Regions from separate parts of the Mus musculus genome. Here region 2 is linked to region 1. A link is a contact called in public HiCAR-type data. All regions are on one chromosome and are shown on one strand. The core of a region is the stretch at or near the end of the contact, and the rest is flanking DNA. Distances in the headings are between cores, read along the strand shown. Region 1 overlaps Parvb (parvin, beta). Region 2 holds the start of Rtl6 (retrotransposon Gag like 6).

The links. HiCAR-type assays count read pairs that join an accessible place to other places.
Region 2: a contact with region 1 is called in a HiCAR-type map of astrocytes, with 4 times the contacts expected there. The contact joins the promoter of Rtl6 here to the enhancer-like site in region 1. A contact is called at or near these places in 6 of 39 promoter capture datasets (cranial neural crest, embryonic stem cells, neural stem cells and 3 more), 1 of 15 datasets of contacts at CTCF or cohesin (large pre-B cells), 1 of 484 Hi-C or Micro-C datasets (regulatory T cells), 13 of 115 datasets of contacts at active chromatin or transcription factors (the 230-238 cell line, astrocytes, cardiomyocytes and 8 more) and 3 of 9 other capture datasets (adipose tissue, embryonic stem cells and liver).

What each region holds. Positions count from the first base shown.
Region 1 is chr15:84,297,231-84,301,016 of GRCm38.p6, reverse strand. Parvb (parvin, beta) reads right to left here. Exons shown (of 13, transcript NM_133167.3): 8 at 3,032-3,051. Among named protein-coding and RNA genes, the nearest start is that of Gm22890, 24 kb to the left of the region's middle. Within about 2 kb of position 1,841, at least 87 of the 459 cell types and tissues checked have an H3K27ac peak or open chromatin away from gene starts, as enhancers often do. A contact at or near this core is called in the 230-238 cell line and neural stem cells, where this site is marked.
Region 2 is chr15:84,555,920-84,559,705 of GRCm38.p6, reverse strand. It overlaps Rtl6 (retrotransposon Gag like 6), which reads left to right and starts at 1,883. Exons shown (of 1, transcript NM_177630.4): 1 at 1,883-3,786. The coding sequence starts at 2,513. The coding sequence ends at 3,244.

The sequences.
Region 1 (3,786 bases), core at 592-3,091:
CACTGTGTGACTAGAAAGCCCACAGACTTTAGGTCCCTTCCCTAGCTAAATGGAACCACATCTGTTCCCCACCGCCTCTGTGAGCATCAAGAATCAGGGTGGGGACACAGGGACAAGCCCAATTCCCATGTCTGGGGACCCCATCAATTTCCCTCCTGTACTGGAGAAGTCACTAGTTTGGAAAGGCACAGACAGGAGGGTCCCAGGTCTGTACCTGGAGCCTAACTCAGCCTCATTTAGAATAGGAAGGTTTTCCCTAATCTACATTTCCAACTCTTGAAAGCAGAGGCTGGGGCCACAGTGAGCTACAGGGCACCTGGCATCAAGGTGCCACCCCCAGGACAAGGATGGGGGGGGGCTCCTATTTTCCACAGTTCTCCTCCTATAACCTTCAGCTTCTGGGGTTTGAGCAACTCTGTCCGGCTGGTCTCTGGCAGCACCCAAGTTCGCAGCCATGGACAAGAGGTTGGAAGAAAGAGGCTTGCCGTCTGAGCCAGGCTGGCTGGAGAGATGAGAAGAGGAAGGGCATTGCAGCCAGAGAACATGCAAAGAGAAACACAGGGAGCCAGAGTGGATTCAAGAGCAGGGTGGTCTGGGAGGGAGGCTGACAGGAGCTGAGTCCTTTAGTGCAGTGGCCTTCGTGCACAATGACCAGGGGTGTGAACGTCAGGTCAGAGTTTTAATTTAACACAGGCTCTGCTGGGAAGGCAAATGGGAGAGATTGGGTCTCAGCAAACTGAGCCTGGAACTAGGAGGGGGACTCCACCCTTGCCCACCCAATCCTGTCAGCACCAGAAAGGGCTCCTGAGTCGGGGGTGGGGAGGGGGAACCAGGGAGGAAGGGCCACTAGCTAGAGAAAAGGCAACTGGCAAAGGCGTTGCTATGGAGATCAGGCTCTAACCTCCCAGCTCCCAGGAGACTGGTTTCCAGGGAGAGAAAAACCAGCTTATACTTCAGGCAGGACAAGACGCTGGTGGGAAGAGGCTGGGTACCCACCCCTCAACCTGCTGGCCTTAGGGAAGAGTGACCAGAGAGGAGACGCTCCACCTTTGCACAGCACTCGAAGGCCAAGGAGGCTGAGGGAACGGGTTCAAGCAAGACTCAGCCTAGGAGACTCAGCCTGCTCAGGTCTTGGAACCTCCTCACGCCTGACAGTGGTGCAGGGAGGGCTGCTGAGATCATACAGGCTTGGGGTGAGCGGCTGCCTCCAGGATACTTGGAGATCCCTGAACAAAGGAAAAGGCATGGGTGTGCCTACAAGCATAGCACTTGCACCAGTGTTCCGGGTCAAGGGGAGCACACACACAAACCCTGAGGCTCCTGGGAGCAGGGCTGGCTCCAGGTTTGTCAGATGGTTCTAGACATAACGAAGACAACCAGAGGGTAGTAGGGCGGGTGCATGCTGGTTTGTGACTGGGGATCCCTGGTGAGTGACAGTTGAGCCAATGCAGGAGGGAACCCTGGGTAATTTAGCAGGAGGGTGTCTTAGGCCGAGAGTAGTGGAAGTGGGGGTGGAGGGGGGGCAGGGTTAGACCTGGACACTCAGGAGGTGAGAGATCAAGGCCACAGGGGATGTGATGTCTGGAGCATCCTGGACTGTGGACAGGAAACAGACGTGACAAGGGATGCTTTGACCTTCCTCAGCAAAGCTTGTGCTGAAGCCAGAAAGTAGATGCTGGGTGGGAACCAGTGTGACCAGACCCTGGCGGGGCAGTGAGGTCAGAAGTGACCAGAAATCCTGGGATAGCCATCTGCTGCTCCCCCAAGAGGATGCCTGGGAGCCCAGGGGCTCACTGCACCAAAACCAAGGCTGTCAGCCGCGTAACCAGGAGACCTCCTTGCGTCAGCAGAAGTGCGAGGCGGGGGCGGAACTAATTGCCTGTCACTAGCTAATAGCCTGTTTCATCTTACGCCAGAGCCTGCAAGAAGTGAAGTGAGTACAGCCTCAGAGGAGGTTTCTTGTGGCCTCAGATGTCCCCAGCACCGTGACTGAGTTCTGGTGCACCTGGCTCTCCCCTTGGGAGACACACCCTGTGTACCTGACCAGGTGTCCTTCCCAGCTGTCAGGGCTCCCAAGATACCAACCGAGCCCAGGATTGCCTCCCTCTCCCCACGCCCCCAGCCAAGCCAACTCTTTTCAAATCCTCTGAACCTGAAACAGAGCCAACCCAAACTCATAAGTTACCACGCCACACTCTCAGGTCCCCATTCGTCATCCTCCCGCCTCTGCGATCCCCAGGGGTTCAGAGCCTCTAAACTATACATATCTCTAAACTAGCCTGCACCTGGACCCCAAGCAGGGGTCCCACATGACCCATGCTTGCCACCCCACTTCCCCTGGGAACTTTCCCAGCAAGCATAACACCTGTCCATCAGAAGGGCTCAGGGGCTACATGGCCACAGCTTTCTCTCAAACTCAAGACCTTCCTGACTGTCAGAACTGCTGCGTGCTGCATGCTGCATGCTCATCCTTCAGCATGCTGCATGCTCATCCTTCAGCATGCTGCATGCTCATCCTTCAGCCCTTCTTTACAACCTCCAGGTCAGAGAAGGGCATTGGGTTTTGGAGGTGGCACTGGCCCCGCCCCCAAGGATTCCCCAGGGTCAGACATGTATCTGGAAATGAGCTGGGAGCTTCTATCTGGCTTCCATTTTTCCTCAGCCTTCTCCACTTCCTTCTGTTTTAAACTTCTGCCCACATCAGCCTCCCTCCCAGCCCGCGCAGGGAGCCAGAATCACCTCTGAGAATTTAAACAAAGCTGTAGGTTTTTGATCTCTTTGTCTGTCCTCTCTTGCCCAGGGGACAGGGTCAGGTGAGAGAGTAATTACCTTCTTTTCTCCCCTCCCACTCCCTCCCCTGCAGGTAAGCTAGAGATGTTCTCCAGGCTGGCCCCTCTGTCCCTACAAGCTCACTCCTCCTGCCCAAGTTCACAAGATCACACGCATGACCTTGAGAACCGCAGAGCTTTCTGTGTTGGATGGTGCATACCCAGGGATCTCACCTTGTCCCACCCCAAACCAGGGTACTTACCAAACCGGCCCATCATGATCCTGTGAACAAGAAGAAAGGGTCAGATGGACACTTAGACCAAGTCTCAGAGCCAACCAGACCCTAGCACTCAGCCCCCTTCCCCCCACCCCCCAATAGGAATGGATACACATACACACACCCTGCTCTAGCCTAACAAAAGTGAGGGACACGTGCAGGCGACTAATCAGCACAAGAGTGACAGCAAACTACCCTCATTCCCAACACAGTGACCACCCTGGTGTATCATTTAGAGAGGACATCATTTGCATCGTGGGAACTGGGAGCCTGTTGATTCTGGCAGCCACGCCCAGCAGATAGAGCAGCGTTGCTCAACCTGTGGGCTGAGATCCTTTTAGGGGATTAAATGACCGTTTCCCCAGGATCACATATCAGATATCCTGCATCTGACATTTATATTATGATTCATGATAGTAGCAAAATTACAATCTTGAAGTAGCAACGAAAAATAGTTTTATGGTTGGGGGGGTCACTACAACATGAGGAACTGTATTAAAGGGTCTCGGCATTAGTGTGGTTGAGAACCACTGAGATAGAGGGCTAATGTGGAAGGAGTCTGGAACTTCCGGCTTGAAAAGCCATTTGAATGCTTAACGATAAATGAGCATTTGTGAGAACTTGGAAAACAGGCTGGAAGAACCTGGCTGGTGAAGTTTCAGAGGGGATTTTTAAGAGGCCTTCAAATACTCTATGGGGCTATTTATGCAATATTTTTAAAGTAATCCGTGACTCTGGTC
Region 2 (3,786 bases), core at 634-3,133, 260 kb before region 1:
GAGCCTGACACACAAGGGGATGGATGCCCAGGTATGTTCAGAAACACGGTGTGTGTGTGGGGGGGGGGGTGAAGAGGGAGCCCAATCCAGAACAAGTTTGAGTTTGAACTCCTTGGCCTCAGTCAAGGTGACAGCAGCCCCTGCCTCCCCCTGATTTTGGAGACCTTGCAGAAGTGGCATGAGGGTACACTGTCCTATCCTCTCTTGCTTCATGCTCTGGAGAGTTCTTGATGGCTGAAAATATACAGTCTGGAGCAAGGGAATGCAAGAGTTCTTTTTGCTAGCCTACCACAGGCAGTTCTGCTAGGCTCCTCCTGGAACCTAGCAAAGGCTTACGTCATCACCTGCCTGCTACCAGGTGCAGGTGGCCTGGCAGGGCTACCCCAGTTCTCTCTCTCTCTCTCTCTCTCTCTCTCTCTCTCTCCTCTCCCTCCCTCTCCCCTTCTCCCTCCCTTCCCTTCTCCATTTCTCTCTACTCCCATGTGTTCCTGGCTGGCTTATCTCTCCTTTCTGTCCTCCTCTGCCCCCCTTCTCTGCCCCCATGGCTCTACTCCTGTCTTTCTCCTTCTAACCTTTCTCCATGTCCTCACTCCCCTCTGTTCCCCCAGATAAACCTCCTTACACCAGGTCTGTAGTGTGGTGTGATTTTTTTTCCAGGGGCCACCCCTCACGAGCACAGCATTAGATTCTATAACACTCTCATAGTGTGGATACCCTCAGCCACAATCCCTCACTCCAAGACCAAAATCTATAGACCGAATGAACACATCTCCACCCCAGGTCTGTCTCCCACCTGCAGTCACTCTCGCTAGACTGCATCATAGGAGGGCTTCACAGATGGTATTGTCTCTCCCAGTTTATCCCAGTATGGAACTGACCATGAGGAACAACTGTCAGAGGAAGGGGCTAAGACTCACATAAACTATGCTCACAAAATTCAGCGTGTAAGGTAAGTTGGCCATCTATCAAGAGGGCAGGCAGGAGTAAAAGGTAGCACAGGCTTTCGGTGAAGCCCTAGGCAATAATAGAAAGACATGCTTCTGTATTACCTCCCCTAGGAAAATCTCAAAATTCAATGTGACTAGGGAGACATGACCATCTACAAGGCACAAAAGTCAATGTTTCCTATTAGGATACTAATGGGAAAATGGTGGACTATTGAACAAGATGGTGTGTGTGTGTGTGTGTGTGTGTGCGCGCGCGCGCGCGCGCGCGCGTGTAGAACACTGAGGGGAACTGTAATGTTTCTGCTTTGTTTTTGAAAGACGTTTCCAAGGATGGGGATTCAGCTCAGTGGTGGCATGCTTGCAAGCATGAGGCCCTGGGTTTAACCTTCAACATTGTGCACGGAGGGCTATGGCACTCAGAGCAAGTAACCCCAGCACACCCGGGGTGGCAACCGAAGGATGAGAGGGTCGTAGTCATCCTTGGCTACATTGTGGGTTCAGAGCCAGTATTGAATTCCCACAATCCACCACGGGGAATGTAGAGGCAGGAGAGGTTCAAGGTCATTTCTGGCTACTTTCTGAGTTTTCCAGACCAGTCTGGTTTACAGGAGACTGCCTCAAAAAAAAAAAAAAATAGTTTTCTTGTCAAGATCTGCTACCATGATCATACAGTTCATGCGAATGGTGTTCAAATCACAGGAAGAAAAATCAATCTCACTTAAAAAAAAAAAAAAGATACTGTCTCTGAGAGGCTCCGCGAGCGGCCTGGGTAGGAATCGTAAAGAAGATAATCTTTCCAAGACTATCTAATTTCCAAGCTAATCTTTCCAAGATTTCAGCTGGCAGAAGCCAAGCTCCTCGCTAATAGGCTGTTGAGAAAGGCGCAGGTGCGTCACTTCCGGAAGGCAAGGTCCCGGCCGCTGCTCCGAGAGCGAGCGGTCTCTATGGCAACCAGCAGGCCCTGGCCCAGTTGCCAGGTTCCCAGCGGCCGTCTAGCTGGCCGCGCCTGCACAAAGACCGCGCGGTGACCGCGCAGCGCAGCGCCGGGACCAGGTCAAGCCAGCCCCGCAGGAATTGCCACCCCCGCCGCCGCTGCCCGGAAAGCAGTTCCGGCGGCCTCCGTGACGTACAGGCCGGGCGCGGCCTCGACCCTCGGGCCATCTTGGCAGCGGAGGGAGCAGCGGAGCGACAGGTACATACGCCGCCCAGCCTGGGCCAGCCCAGGTGCCGACGCCTTTGTTCACGCGCGGGTGGTCGCATGGCACCGGTGGTCAGTGCCTGCATCCGCAGCCCGAGCTCCGGCAGGTGCATCCTGCAAAGTCTGGCAGGTCCGCGCATCTCGTAAGGCCTGGGCAGATCCAGCCTATGCATTCTACAAGGGCTATCCAGCTCGAGCATCCTTCAGGGCCTGGGCAGGTCCAGCCAGCGACCCACACTTTGATCCTGCGAAGCTTGCAGAAAGGAACTGCATCCAGGACAGGACCAGCGTCCTCAGGCTTGCTTCAGCATCCAAGGCCTTGCGCTCTGGTTCTCCAGGTACCTGTGGCTTAACTTTGGCCGCCAGCATGGTCCAACCTCGGACCTCCAAAACTGAAAGCCCAGCCTCTGCCCCTGGTGCCAGCGCTCAGATGGATGACGTAGTTGACACCCTGACCTCTCTGCGCCTCACCAACTCCGCGCTGAGGCGCGAGGCCTCCACACTGAGGGCGGAGAAGGCCAACCTCACCAACATGCTGGAGAGTGTGATGGCCGAACTAACTCTGCTGCGCACCCGAGCGCGCATCCCTGGCGCTCTACAGATTACTCCACCTATCTCTGCCATCACCTCCAATGGGACCCGACCCATGACCACGCCACCCACCTCACTGCCTGAACCCTTCTCAGGAGACCCTGGACAGTTGGCAGGGTTCCTGATGCAGATGGACAGGTTCATGATTTTTCAAGCCTCCCGCTTCCCCGGTGAAGCCGAGAGAGTGGCCTTCCTGGTATCCCGTCTGACTGGGGAGGCGGAGAAGTGGGCCATCCCCCACATGCAACCAGACAGCCCTTTGCGAAACAATTACCAGGGGTTTCTGGCTGAGCTCCGCAGAACCTACAAGTCCCCGCTGAGGCACTCAAGGCGAGCACAAATCCGGAAGACATCCGCGTCCAATAGGGCTGTGCGGGAGCGAGAGCGGGAGCGCCAGATGTTGTGTCGCCAACTGGCCGCAGCTGGCACAGGATCCTGCCCGGTGCATCCAGCCTCCAACGGGACCAATCCCGCACCAGCCTTGCCCTCTCGTGGCCGGAACCTTTAAGGACTTGCCACCACCCTGGTAGTCTGTGTCCACCCAGGTAGCTAGACTCCGTTGTTGAGAGTTGTCAATTCAGTAGCTTTGCCCTGTTTGAGGCACCCTTCACGCCTCTCTGGTCTACGGGAGACCATCCTGTCATCGGCATTGGTCACCCACCCCGCTGTGCGGCGTGTATTTGTTTTGTTAGCGTTACCCGCGACTCAGTGCATGCTCCCCCTTTCTGTTGCTTGCAATCCCAGCTTCTCCAGCAATCACAACACAGCCCCTTGGGCATGTGCCTGCCCAGGAACCATTTAGGCTGACCACCTCTGCGAGCTCAGCTCACGGATACTCAGCTCCTGGAACACTCCCTACAGCTCTTGCTGCCCCAGGCTGAAGAACTGGCGAGGAGTGGCCAACTGCTTCGGGTCTCATGTGGACACATGTTCCAGTCCCAAGGAGCAGAGCCTCACAGGAGGATGACCTCTCAATCAGACTCAGCCAAGCCTCTGGACCATGACATCATCTGTCATTTCAATGCCAAATGAACTGTGTTTACATACCTA